Regions from separate parts of the Macaca mulatta genome. Here region 2 is linked to region 1. A link is a contact called in public Hi-C data. All regions are on one chromosome and are shown on one strand. Each heading gives the region's core, a stretch centred on a gene start, on an enhancer-like site or on the middle of the called end of the contact. The rest is flanking DNA. Distances are from core to core; before and after follow the strand shown.

Region 1 (5,904 bases), core at 1,436-3,935:
CTTGGCCTCCCAAAGTGCTGGGATTACAGGCGTAAACCACTGCGCCCAGCCTGCTTCTCCATCTAACAGGGGCACCCCTAGATAGTACAGAAGAAACAAATGGAAGGAAGAACAATCAGTATCCTGTTTATTCCTTTAGCAGGTCTCATACCGGAAAGATGGGTTTTCATGATTTATCAGTCAGAGAAGGCAATGAAGGGAATGACAAACATCAAACACCAGAACAAAATAGAAATCCTATAGCATGAATATGTGTCTACTTAGTTCCCTAAAAGAAGTTTCAAAACTACCTTAATTCTCCACACCAGTTTTTCTGAGTGTGGTCTTTAAGTCACCTGTATCTGAATATGAGGAGCTTAACCGGGCCCACTGAATCTGCACTTTTACCAGGTCATTCTCATGCTCAATATTTGGAAGTACTTCCACAGTAGCTAAAAATTTTCACCTCAAGTCAGTCAGTCTTGAAAAGATCAAACTTATGCTTGGTCTTAGAGCAATGAAGAAACAACTAATAGAACACAGATAATTCAGAAAAACACAGTGGTCCACAGCAAAAGCTATGAAGCCAGCAATTCTGAGTTTACACTTCTATTTCACAATGCACTAGCCCTTTGACACTGGGCAATCGTGCCCCAGTTTTCTCATCTGTAAAATGGAATACTACCACCTACCTCAGAGCCACGAGGCTAATGAGTTACCAAAGCTCTTAGAAGACTGCCAGGCCGGACACAACGGCTCACGTCTGTAATCCCAGCACTTTGGGAGGCCGAAGTGGGAAGGTCGCTTGGGACCAGGAGGAATTCAAGACCAGCCTGGGCAACACACGAGATCCCATCTCTATTTAAAAAAAAAAAAAATTAAAAATTAGCCTGGCATAGTGGCACGTGCCTTTAGTCACAGCAATGCAGGAGGCTGAAGCAGGAGGATCGCTTCAGCCCAGGAGGTTAAGGCCACAATGAGCCATGATCATGTCACTGCACTCCAGCCTGGGCAACAGAACAAGACACTGTCTCAAAAAAACAAAAAACAAACCAAAAAAACCCTTGTGGCTAATGGCTGTATTCTTATTTGCTGAATATTTGGAATTTACATCTATTTCCAATAATGTAATACAAAACCATGAAGGATCTCATATTTTGCATTGCTTCAAACTCAGGTGCTTCTCAAATAAAACTAGGTGACTGACTCTGAAAATGGCACCGGTTAAGAATCTGTTTTCCAAATCTGTTGCAAGAAGATGGAAAAAGACAAAAGAACTGAAAACTCCCAAACTTTTCACAGCATCATAGAACTACATTTAATCATCCAAATCAGAGAAGATTCAAAAAAGCAGCTGGGTGACTGGGCTAAGGTACAAGACTATCCAATAAAGATCTCACACACATCTTGCCATTCTCCCTCCCTCTCACAATCCGCATTTAAACAAGTCAATTTCCTGAAATAGGAATCTGGCAACACCCACCAAAAAGTCCAACCATATGTAAAACGGCATCATACTGTAAAGCTCCTATTACAGTATCAGGACAATTGATACTTTTAACAGCAGCAATGGCTGCCAGGCAGCGGTCCTGAATTGAAGACTTGTAAAGGGGAGAAAATACACAACACAGAAAAAGAAACCTGATAATAAAATGGGGAAACCGATTCTTTGGGAAGAGCGTATGCAACTTCCAAGGCAAAATTCAGAGAGATGGAGTTTCTCCTCAAAACAAAGAACCTTACTGCCCAGAATGCCATGGTTCTGAATCGTGAGTACCTGCAAACAGACGGAAGGAAAACGGAGGGGATATGTGGGTGAGAGATGACCTGGATTCTCATGGGAAGAAGGGCAGCCACCTTAGAGGTGCACGGAATACAGTTTTAGGCCTGTTGCAACTCAAGAGGCAGCGACCCATTTTCCAGTAAGCCCGAAATTGACGAATAAAAGGGACTTAAATATTAGACAGCAGCTCTTTGGAAGCCCACGGAAAACAAGCATTGGGGATTCAAAGGATATGGGGGGAGAGGAGGTGGAAATGAGTCAAAAGAAGCCTTCACGAGGATAAAATCATGTGACCCTCCGGAAAAGAATGCCCAAGGAGCTAAGAAAAGGGAAGACGGGACCTGGGGAAAAGCCCTCCACTTCAACAAGCGGGAAGTGCATACCAATGGGTGCGGGGGGGCCCCCGCAGGTATCGCTTTCGGAGCACACGAGGCCTCCAGACGGATGTCAGCCAAGCACCAACGACGGACCACCGTGCGGGAGCAGTGTTCGCGCGCGGGAAAAACAGCTGCGGGGCCGGAAGGGGACAGGGTGGGCCGGAAGGGGGGCAGGGCGGACCGGGAGGGCGCCCCACGGGACACTTACGCGGCCGCTTTTTCCTCAGGCTTTCGACGCGCTGGCGGGAGACCGAGGTGGGGCCGCTGTAGGAGCCCAGTCGGTCCCGCCTCGCGCCCTCCACTGAGGCCCCCACCGCGGGTACCGACGCGCTGCTCGCCCGGCGCCGCAGTGGCTCCTGCCGCCGCCCTTCGGGGCCTCCGGCCGCCTGCTCCCCACCCGACGAGACGGAGGTGGCGGAGGCCCTGCCGTGGCGCTCCATAGGCGCGCCGAGCCGGCCCGCTCCCATCCGCAGCAGCCACCGCTGCCGCCCGAGCAAGCCCCCCAGCGTCGAACTCCTCCCCTCCTCCGCGGCAGTCCAGCCGGAGCAGAGGCGCGCCCTCGGCCGGCCGCCTCTTCCGTTGCGCCAACGCGCAGGAAGCCAATCCGACGAGGCTGGGGGCGGCCCGAAGGCCTCGCGTCCAATAGACTCCCCAACTCGAGGAGGATTGACCATGCCCCCGCCCAATGAGAGGCTCCCGTGACAGGGGCGGGGAGAGGGTGGTGGAGGAGGGGATCCTGGTTCCGCGGAGGAGGAGAAGGCGGTGTAGTCCAGAAGAGAGTGATGGCGGCGCCGCCCAATGGACGCGTGGGTGGAAGGGCCCGTGCCTCCTCATCCACCCCAGCCGTCTGCCCCCACGGTGCATGCCTCTGCCCGCCCCGGGCCGCGGAACTCTCCTGAGGCGACCCCAAGTCCCACCCCGCTGCTCCGTGCAGTCCTAGTAGCTCGAGCCCTCCTCCAGCCCAGCAATGCTCCCGCAGCGTCTGGCCGCTGGTCGTCGGCAGATGAAAGGGCTTGACGCAGCTGACCTTAGCCTTTGTCCCTCGGCCTGGTTCCGCAGCTGCCGTCGAGGTCGCCAGCCCCTCCCCCAGCATGTTTGGGCTAAGCCGCCTCCTTTCCGCCTGCGTTGGAGAGAGAGGTACCAGAAGGAATGAAAGGACTGGGGCTTGTCTCCATGGCAACTGAAAGAAAGAGGTGGGTTATAAATCCTTCGCCACCCTCCTGTGGGGAAGGAGGGGAAGTGGGAGCCGGGAAGTAGAGTTGGCCTTTTGCAGGAGAGTCTGGAGCCCCTTTCTGGGTGATGCATTGGGGGACATAGGATTTGGCTGCCGCTTTGGAGCATGGAATTTTTTTTTTTTAATCATCTTCCTTTCTCTTTCGGAGAGAAAAATTGGTCACCTCCAGGCCTGAGACCCTGACCCTTCCAAGCATGCCCACTACCAAAGGCTGCCCAAGTCCGGAAGGATCCCATCCTGTTCTGTACTCCCAGGTCACTTCCTCATTCCGTCAAGTTTAACTGGACTGTGGGCTAATGAAAAGTGCCTCCCTATTAGCGGGGCGTGGTGGCCCATGCCTATAATCCCAGCTACTTGGGAAGCTGAGGCAGGAAAATCGCTTGAACTCGGGAGGCGGAGGTTTGAGTGACCTGAGATTTCGCAGCAAGAACGAAACTCCGTCTCAAAAAAAAAAAAAAAAAAAAAAAAGAGTGCCTCCCTGGGGAGACTGTAATGCCCCTTGGGCAGTGATCCTTATTCCCCTCTCCTATAATAATTGGTTGTAGCAGGATGAACAAAAAGGTTGAGCTTCACTTGTGCTTGTTGAATAGAATTCTCATGCCCACTCCACGTTAGCTCCCCTCGCTGTAGGACTAGCTCTGGAAATTTTAGCTCCTGCAGGAAGCCAACACAGGTAGATCCACAAGAGCCAAAAACAGCTGTAGCTACTCTTCTAAATCTCAGTGGCTAACATTGCCTCTCTTTCTGCCTCCTCCCCCCACCCCTCAAAAAATGTGGTCCTCCTTGACCTGAGGGAGCTTCCATCCAAGTCTGTGAGCTCTGATCATCCTGAAGAATCAAAGTATCATCATCCCTTGGCTGGCAAGATGAACTCCAACATCAAAACACTTGAAACAGTAGTATTTTTACACAATTTGCCCACTGCCTCAGCATCTCACTTAGTCCTTGCAGTAACATTTGGATGATGAGGCAACTTATCCAGAAACACAAAGCCTAGAGAATGACAGAGCCTGGATTCCTGAGAAATTCAGCTGCTGCCGGGCGCGGTGGCTCAAGCCTGTAATCCCAGCACTTTGGGAGGCCGAGACGGGCGGATCACGAGGTCAGGAGTTCGAGACCATCCTGGCTAACACGGTGAAACCCCGTCTCTACTAAAAAAAATACAAAAAACTAGTCGGGCGAGGTGGCGGGCGCCTGTAGTCCCGGCTACTCGGGAGGCTGAGGCAGGAGAATGGCGTAAAAACCCGGGAGGCAGAGCTTGCAGTGAGCTGAGATACGGCCACTGCACTCCAGCCTGGGCGACACAGCAAGACTCCGTCTCAAAAAAAAAAAAAAAAAAAAAAGAAATTCAGCTACTGCCCGCCTTATGATAACTAAAAGAAGGTGGCCAGGTGTGGTGGCTCATGCCTGTAATCCCAGCACTTTGGGAGGCCAAGGCGTGTGGATCACAAGGTAGGAGTTTGAGACCAGCCTGGCCAACACAGTGAAACCCCGTCTCTACCAAAAAAAAAAAAAAAAACCACACACACACAAAAATTAGTTGGGCGTGGTGGTGGGCACCTGTAATCCCAGCTACTTAGGAGGCTGAGGCAGGAGAATCACTTGAATCCGGGAGGTGGAGGTTGCAGTGAGCCGAGATTGTGCCACTGCACTCCATCCTGGGAGACAGAGTGGGACTCCGTCTCTAAAATAAATAAATAAGAAGGCACATCATGAGTTGGAGACCACTTCTACAAAAAAAATTTAAAAATTAGGCCAGGTGCAGTGACTTACGCCTGTAATCCAATCACTTTGGGAGGCTGAGGCGGGCGGATCACTGCAGGTCAGGAGTTTGAGACCAGCCCGGCCCAACATGGTGAAACCCTATCTCTACTAAAAATACAAAACTTAGCTGGGCCTGGTGGTGCATGCCTGTAATCCCACTTACTCCAGAGGCTGAGGCAGGAGAATTGCTTGAACCTGGGAGGCAGAGGTTGCAGTGAGCCAAGACTGCACTACTACACTCCAGCCTGGGCAACAGAGTGAGACGCTGCCTCAAAAAAAAAAAAAAAAAAGGAAAAGAAAATGAAGATGACCAGATAGGCTTCTAGAAGGCTAATGATATTCTGTTTCTTTGATCTGGGTAGGGATTACATGGGTGTTGTAATATGTTATCAAGACATTTTGTGTACTTTTCTGGGTATTATACTTAAGAAAACATTTATTTTTTAAAAAATTGAAAAATTGCCTTGGAGCAGAGTAAGGTAAACCTATGATTAAACTTAGATTTTTTTTTTTCCCCCAAAAAGTAAAATGAGGCCAGGCACAGTGGCTCACTCCTGTAATCCCAGCACTTTGGGAGGCCAAGGCGGGCAGATCACGAGGTCAGCAGATCGAGACCATCCTAGCTAACATGGTGAAACCCCATCTCTACTAAAAATACAAAAAATTAGCCATGCATGGTGGCGGGCGCCTGTAGTCCCAGGTACTTGGGAGGCTGAGGCAGGAGAATGGCGTGAACCCAGAGGTGGAGCTTGCAGTGAGCCGAGATC
Region 2 (5,904 bases), core at 1,739-4,238, 110 kb after region 1:
TATCTGGAAGTGGCTATGCTATCAGCATATGATGTGCGTGGCTTCTTTTCTATCCTGGAAGTGGTTGTGCCAACGCCCTTTGTATGGCACCAAAGAGGGGCCATAGGAAAGGAAAGGAAGAGAAAGGAAGGAAGGAAGGAAAGAAGGAAGGAAAGGAAGGAAAAGAGAGAAAGAAAGAGAGAAAGAAGGGAAGAAAGGGAGGAAGGAAGGAAAGAAGGAAGGAAAGGAAGGAAAAGAGAGAAAGAGAGAAAGAAGGGAAGAAAGGGAGGAAGGAAGGAAAGAAGGAAGGAAAGGAAGGAAAAGAGAAAGAGAGAAAGAAGGGAAGGAAGGAAGGAGAGGAAAGAGAGGAAAGAAAGAAAGAAAGAAAGAAAAGACGCATGGCAAAGAGCTCTCATCCAGGTAATCTTAGATTCATTTTTGTCCAGTGACCACACACTCCTCTTGGGCCAAGCAGTGCTCTGGAAAAGTCTCCCCGTGTTCTTCTGGACCTTGAGATTAAAAGAATATCTTTTATATCTCAGGGATAGGGAAGGCCTCTCTAAGTAAGACACAAAACCCCGAAGCAATAAGGAAAAAATTGACAGATTGAAGATTAAAATTTTCTCATATCCAAAAGATTCCCTAAGCTAAGTGAGACAAGTGGCAGACTGGGAGAAAACATTTGCACATACTTAACGAAGATTTTTTCTTCAGAGCATGTAAAGAGCTCCTAAAAGTCAAGAAAAAGACAAACACATGGTCAAAGGATATGACTAGAAAATTCACAGGATTCAAACGGCCAAGAAACATGAAAACGGAAATTTGCACTAAAACAGCAGTAAGTTACACTTTCTTCCTTTGGCTTCCAGAATGCCACAGCAGCCTGGTTTTTCTCCTGCTTCACGGGCTCCTCCACTTCAAGAGTCTCTATTTGGTTCTTTCTTTCCTTCTCTTTTTCTTTCTTTCTTTTTTTTTTGAGATGGAGTCTCACTCTGTTGCCCAGGGTGGAGTGCAGTGGCATGATCTTGGCTCACTGCAACCTCTGCTCCCAGGCTCAAGCGATTCTCCTGCCTCAGCCTCCCAAATAGCTGGGACTACAGGTGAGTGCCACCACACCTGGCTAATTTTTTGTATTTTTAGTAGAGACAGAGCTTCACTATATTGGCCAGGCTGGTCTTGAACTGCTGACCTCAGGTGGTCTGCCTGCTTCAGCCTCCTAAAGCGTTGGGATTACAGACGTGAGCCACTGCACCTGGCCTCTTTCTTGAGCCTTTAACCTTGGAGGACCCAGGGCACTGTCCTTGGTCTTCTTTTCTTCTTTGTCTACACTCACCCACAATTTATCCAGCCCTAGGTCCTCAGCCTGTCCCCCTGGGTCACAGCCTTCCTCTCTGCCAACTGCTGGAGTTCCCCTTGGTGCTGCCCTAAGAGATTTTTAAAAACACAGTTGGCCGGGCGCGGTGGCTCACGCCCGTAATCCCAGCACTTTGGGAGGCCGAGGCCGGCGGATCACGAGGTCAAGAGATCAAGACCATCCTGGCTAACACGGTGAAACCTCGTCTCTACTAAAAATACAAAAAATTAACCGCGTGTGGTGGCGGGCACCCGTGTCCCAGCTACTCCGGAGGCTAAGGCAGGAGAATGGTGTGAACTCGGGAGGCGGAGCTTGCAGTGAACCAAGATCGCACCACTGACCTCTAATCCGGACCTGGACAACAGAGCAAGACTCCATCTCAAAACACACACACACACACACACACAAAAACAAAAAAAAAACCCAAAACAAACAAACAAAACAAAACAAAAACACACAGCTATACGTTCATTTTTTTTTTTTTTTTTTTTCCCTGAAACGGAGTCTCGCTCTTTCGCCCAGGCTGGAGTGCAGTGATGCGTTCTCGGCTCACTGCAAGCTCCGCCTCCTGGGTTCACGCCATTTTCCTGCCTCTGCCTCCCGAGTAGCTGGGACTACAGGCGCCCGCCACCACGCCCGGCTAATTTTTTTGTATTTTTTAATAGAGACGGGGTTTCGCCGTGTTAGCCAGGATTGTCTCGATCTCCTGACCTCGTGATCCACCCGCCTCGGCCTCCCAAAGTTCTGGGATTACAGGCGTGAGCCACCGTGCCCGGCCCGTTCATTGTTTTAAGAGCTTGGCATTTTAATGTTTTGCTGCAGGAGAGGGAGGCTTCAGGGATTCACACTTACATACATCCATGATGTTATTTCTGTAAAGCCCAGAAAGTGACACACCAAGATGTTATGAGTGTTTACCTGTGGGTTTTGGGATTACTAGAACTTTAAAAATGTCATTAGCACCATCAAATAGATTTACAACTGTAATGTTGATTACAAAAATAACTTAAGGGTGTAACAATAGGTTACATACGCTAGTGTTCATTCATAGTTGGAAAGCTACACAATCATTAAAAAGCGTGTTGGCAATGATACCGATATGGCAAAATTCTCACTACTTGATGCCAGGTAAAACAGCAGGAGATGCCAGATATACAGTCTATACAGCCTGATGCCAGTTTTATATAATAAATTTTAAAAAAGAAAACTACATGCGTCTAGAGAAAAGACTGGAAGGAAATGTATCAAAATGTTACCTGTGCATCTCTCTAGGTGATGTGAAAGGCGTTTTTCAACTTCTTGAATTTTTCAGTTTCCGCAAAAAAAAAAAAAAAAAAAAAAAAAAAAAGTGGGTTTTTTTACCTTAATTTAAAAAAAAAACAAAAAAACCCTGTTTCTTATCCTTTTTGAGCCGCAAGTCGCTGACCGCCGGGCGCAGTAGCGATGCACCGCGTCCCCGCCCGCGTCGCTGCCGGGTCGCCCGAGGCCGCAGCACGGGAAGGTCCCGCAGGCCGCAGCGCCCCCGCGCGGTATGTCCTGGCGGCGGGAAGGGGGTGGGCGCCGAGGGCGGGGAGGCGGTGCCGGGCGTCCCCACGCTTCCCGCGAGATCCCGCTCCGCCCGCTCCGCCCCGCTCGCCGCGCTCCCAGCTCCCCGCGCCGCGGTACTTCCTGCCTTCCGCGCCCGCGCCGCCCGCCCTCGCCTGCGCCCGTCGCCTGCCGCCCTCCGCCCGGCGACGCGCCCGCCGGCGCCCCCGGAGGTGCCCCCGGCCCGGCCGGGTCGTCGCCCAGCCGCCGCGCCCGCGAGCCGCTTTGTCTCGGGCGGGGCGCGCGGGAGAGGCCGCCAGGTGCCCCCCGCCACGGGCCCGGGCCCCCCGCCCCGGGGCGGCGGCGGCGGCGCCGGGCCCCGGGGCGGGGGGCGCGCCGGGATGGGCCCCAAGCGGCGACAGCTGACGTTCCGGGAGAAGTCACGGATCATCCAGGAGGTGGAAGAGAATCCGGACCTGCGCAAGGGCGAGATCGCGCGGCGCTTCAACATCCCGCCGTCCACGCTGAGCACGATCCTGAAGAACAAGCGCGCCATCCTGGCGTCGGAGCGCAAGTACGGGGTGGCCTCCACCTGCCGCAAGACCAACAAGCTGTCTCCCTACGACAAGCTCGAGGGCTTGCTCATCGCCTGGTTTCAGCAGATCCGCGCCGCCGGCCTGCCGGTCAAGGGCATCATCCTCAAGGAGAAGGCGCTGCGCATAGCCGAGGAGCTGGGCATGGACGACTTCACCGCCTCCAACGGCTGGCTGGACCGCTTCCGCCGACGCCACGGCGTGGTGTCCTGCAGCGGCGTGGCCCGCGCCCGCGCGCGAAACGCTGCCCCCCGCACCCCGGCGGCGCCTGCCAGCCCGGCCGCGGTGCCCTCGGAGGGCAGTGGCGGGAGCACTACTGGTTGGCGCGCTCGGGAGGAGCAGCCGCCGTCGGTGGCCGAGGGCTACGCCTCGCAGGACGTGTTCAGCGCCACCGAGACCAGTCTATGGTACGACTTTCTGCCCGACCAGGCCGCGGGGCTGTGCGGAGGCGACGGACGGCCGCGTCAAGCCACCCAGCGCCTGAGCGTCCTGCTGTGCGCCAATGCCGATGGCAGCGAGAAGCTGCCCCCGCTGGTGGCCGGCAAGTCGGCCAAGCCTCGCGCAGGCCAAGCCGGCCTGCCCTGCGACTACACCGCCAACTCTAAGGGTGGTGTCACTACCCAGGCCCTGGCCAAGTACTTGAAGGCCCTGGACACCCGAATGGCTGCAGAGTCTCGCCGGGTCCTACTGCTGGCCGGCCGCTTGGCTGCTCAGTCCTTGGACACTTCGGGCCTGCGGCATGTGCAGCTGGCCTTCTTCCCGCCGGGCACCGTGCATCCGCTGGAGAGGGGAGTGGTCCAGCAGGTGAAGGGCCACTACCGCCAGGCCATGCTGCTCAAGGCCATGGCCGCGCTAGAGGGCCAGGATCGCTCAGGCCTGCAGCTGGGTCTCACGGAGGCCCTGCACTTTGTGGCTGCCGCCTGGCAGGCAGTGGAGCCTTCGGACATAGCCGCCTGCTTTCGTGAGGCTGGCTTTGGGGGTGGCCCTAATGCCACCATCACCACTTCCCTCAAGAGCGAGGGAGAGGAAGAGGAAGAGGAGGAGGAGGAAGAAGAGGAAGAGGAGGAGGAGGGTGAAGGAGAGGAAGAGGAGGAGGAAGGAGAGGAGGAGGAGGAGGAAGCAGGGGAAGGAGAGGAATTGGGGGAGGAAGAGGAGGTAGAGGAGGAGGGTGATGTTGATGACAGTGATGAAGAAGAGGAGGAAGATGAGGAGAGCTCCTCTGAGGGCTTGGAGGCTGAGGACTGGGCCCAGGGAGTAGTGGAGGCCGGTGGCAGCTTCGGGGGTTATGGTACCCAGGAGGAGGCCCAGTGCCCTACTCTGCATTTCCTGGAAGGTGGGGAGGACTCTGATTCGGACAGTGAGGAAGAGGAGGACGATGAGGAAGAGGATGATGAAGATGAAGATGACGATGATGATGAGGAGGATGGTGATGAGGTGCCTGTACCCAGCTTTGGGGAGGCCATGGCTTACTTCGCCATGGTCAAGAGGTACCTGACCTCCTTCCCCATTGACGACCGCGTGCAGAGCCACATCCTCCACTTGGAACACGATCTGGTTCACGTGACCAGGAAGAACCATGCCAGGCAGGCGGGAGTTCGGGGTCTTGGACATCAAAGCTGAGTCACTGGACCTAGCTGTGCCCCCAACCTAGATTGGCAGCACCACCCCAGGGCAGAGGACTCTCTGGGCACCAGCTGTGCATGGAGCCAGAGTGTGGAGCCCCAGATCCTTTAGTAATGCTTCCCCTGGCCCTGCAACAGGCCTGGTCACCTCGGCTGGGCCGGGGGCTGAGTTCAGCCTCACTGCCTGCTTATTGCCTCTTTCTCAGAATCCTCTTTCCTCCCCATTTGGCCCTGGGCTCAGGGGACCAGGTGGGGCGGGTGGGGAGCTGTCCGGTGCTACCACACCGTGCCCTCAGTGGACTAACCACAGCAGCAGCCAGGGGTGGGCCCTGGAGGTTCCCGGCCGGAGAGTGCCTCTCCCCTCTGCCACCAGGTCTTTGGTGCGGGGGGGACCACAAAGCCATTCTGGGAAGGGCTCCAGAGGAAGGTCCAGCCTAGGCCCCCTGCAAGGCTGGCAGCCCCTACCCCCACCCCCCCGGGCCGCCTCGAGAAGCACAGTTTAACTCACCACGGGCTCCTGAGCCTGCTTCTGCCTGCTTTCCACCTCCCCAGTCCCTTTCTCTGGCCCTGTCCATGTGACTTTGGCCCTTGGTTTTCTCTCCAGATTGGAGGTTTCCAAGAGGTCCCCCACCATGGGAGTGACAATGGGCGCTTCCCTTTTGTGGGCAGCTGCAGGCCCCATGCCTCTCCTCCCTCTCTGGCAGGGTCCCATCCTGGGCAGAGGGGCCTGGGGCTGGGCCCAGAGTCCAGCCATCCAGCTGCTCCTTTCCCAGTTTGATTTCAATAAATCTGTCCACTCCCCTTTTGTGGGGGTGAACATTTTAACAGCCAA

The links. Hi-C and Micro-C count contacts between places; a contact is called where the count stands out from the background.
Region 2: a Hi-C map of fetal cortex germinal zone shows a contact between it and region 1, with 2.8 times the contacts expected there. The contact joins the promoter of CENPB here to the promoter of PANK2 in region 1. A contact is called at or near these places in 3 of 14 Hi-C or Micro-C datasets (CD4 T cells, fetal cortex germinal zone and liver).

What each region holds. Positions count from the first base shown.
Region 1 is chr10:80,170,627-80,176,530 of T2T-MMU8v2.0, forward strand. PANK2 (pantothenate kinase 2) reads right to left here and starts at 2,686. Exons shown (of 7, transcript NM_001435890.1): 1 at 2,348-2,686. The coding sequence starts at 2,645.
Region 2 is chr10:80,281,812-80,287,715 of T2T-MMU8v2.0, forward strand. It overlaps CENPB (centromere protein B), which reads left to right and starts at 2,989. Exons shown (of 1, transcript XM_015149436.3): 1 at 2,989-5,904. The coding sequence starts at 3,259. The coding sequence ends at 5,070.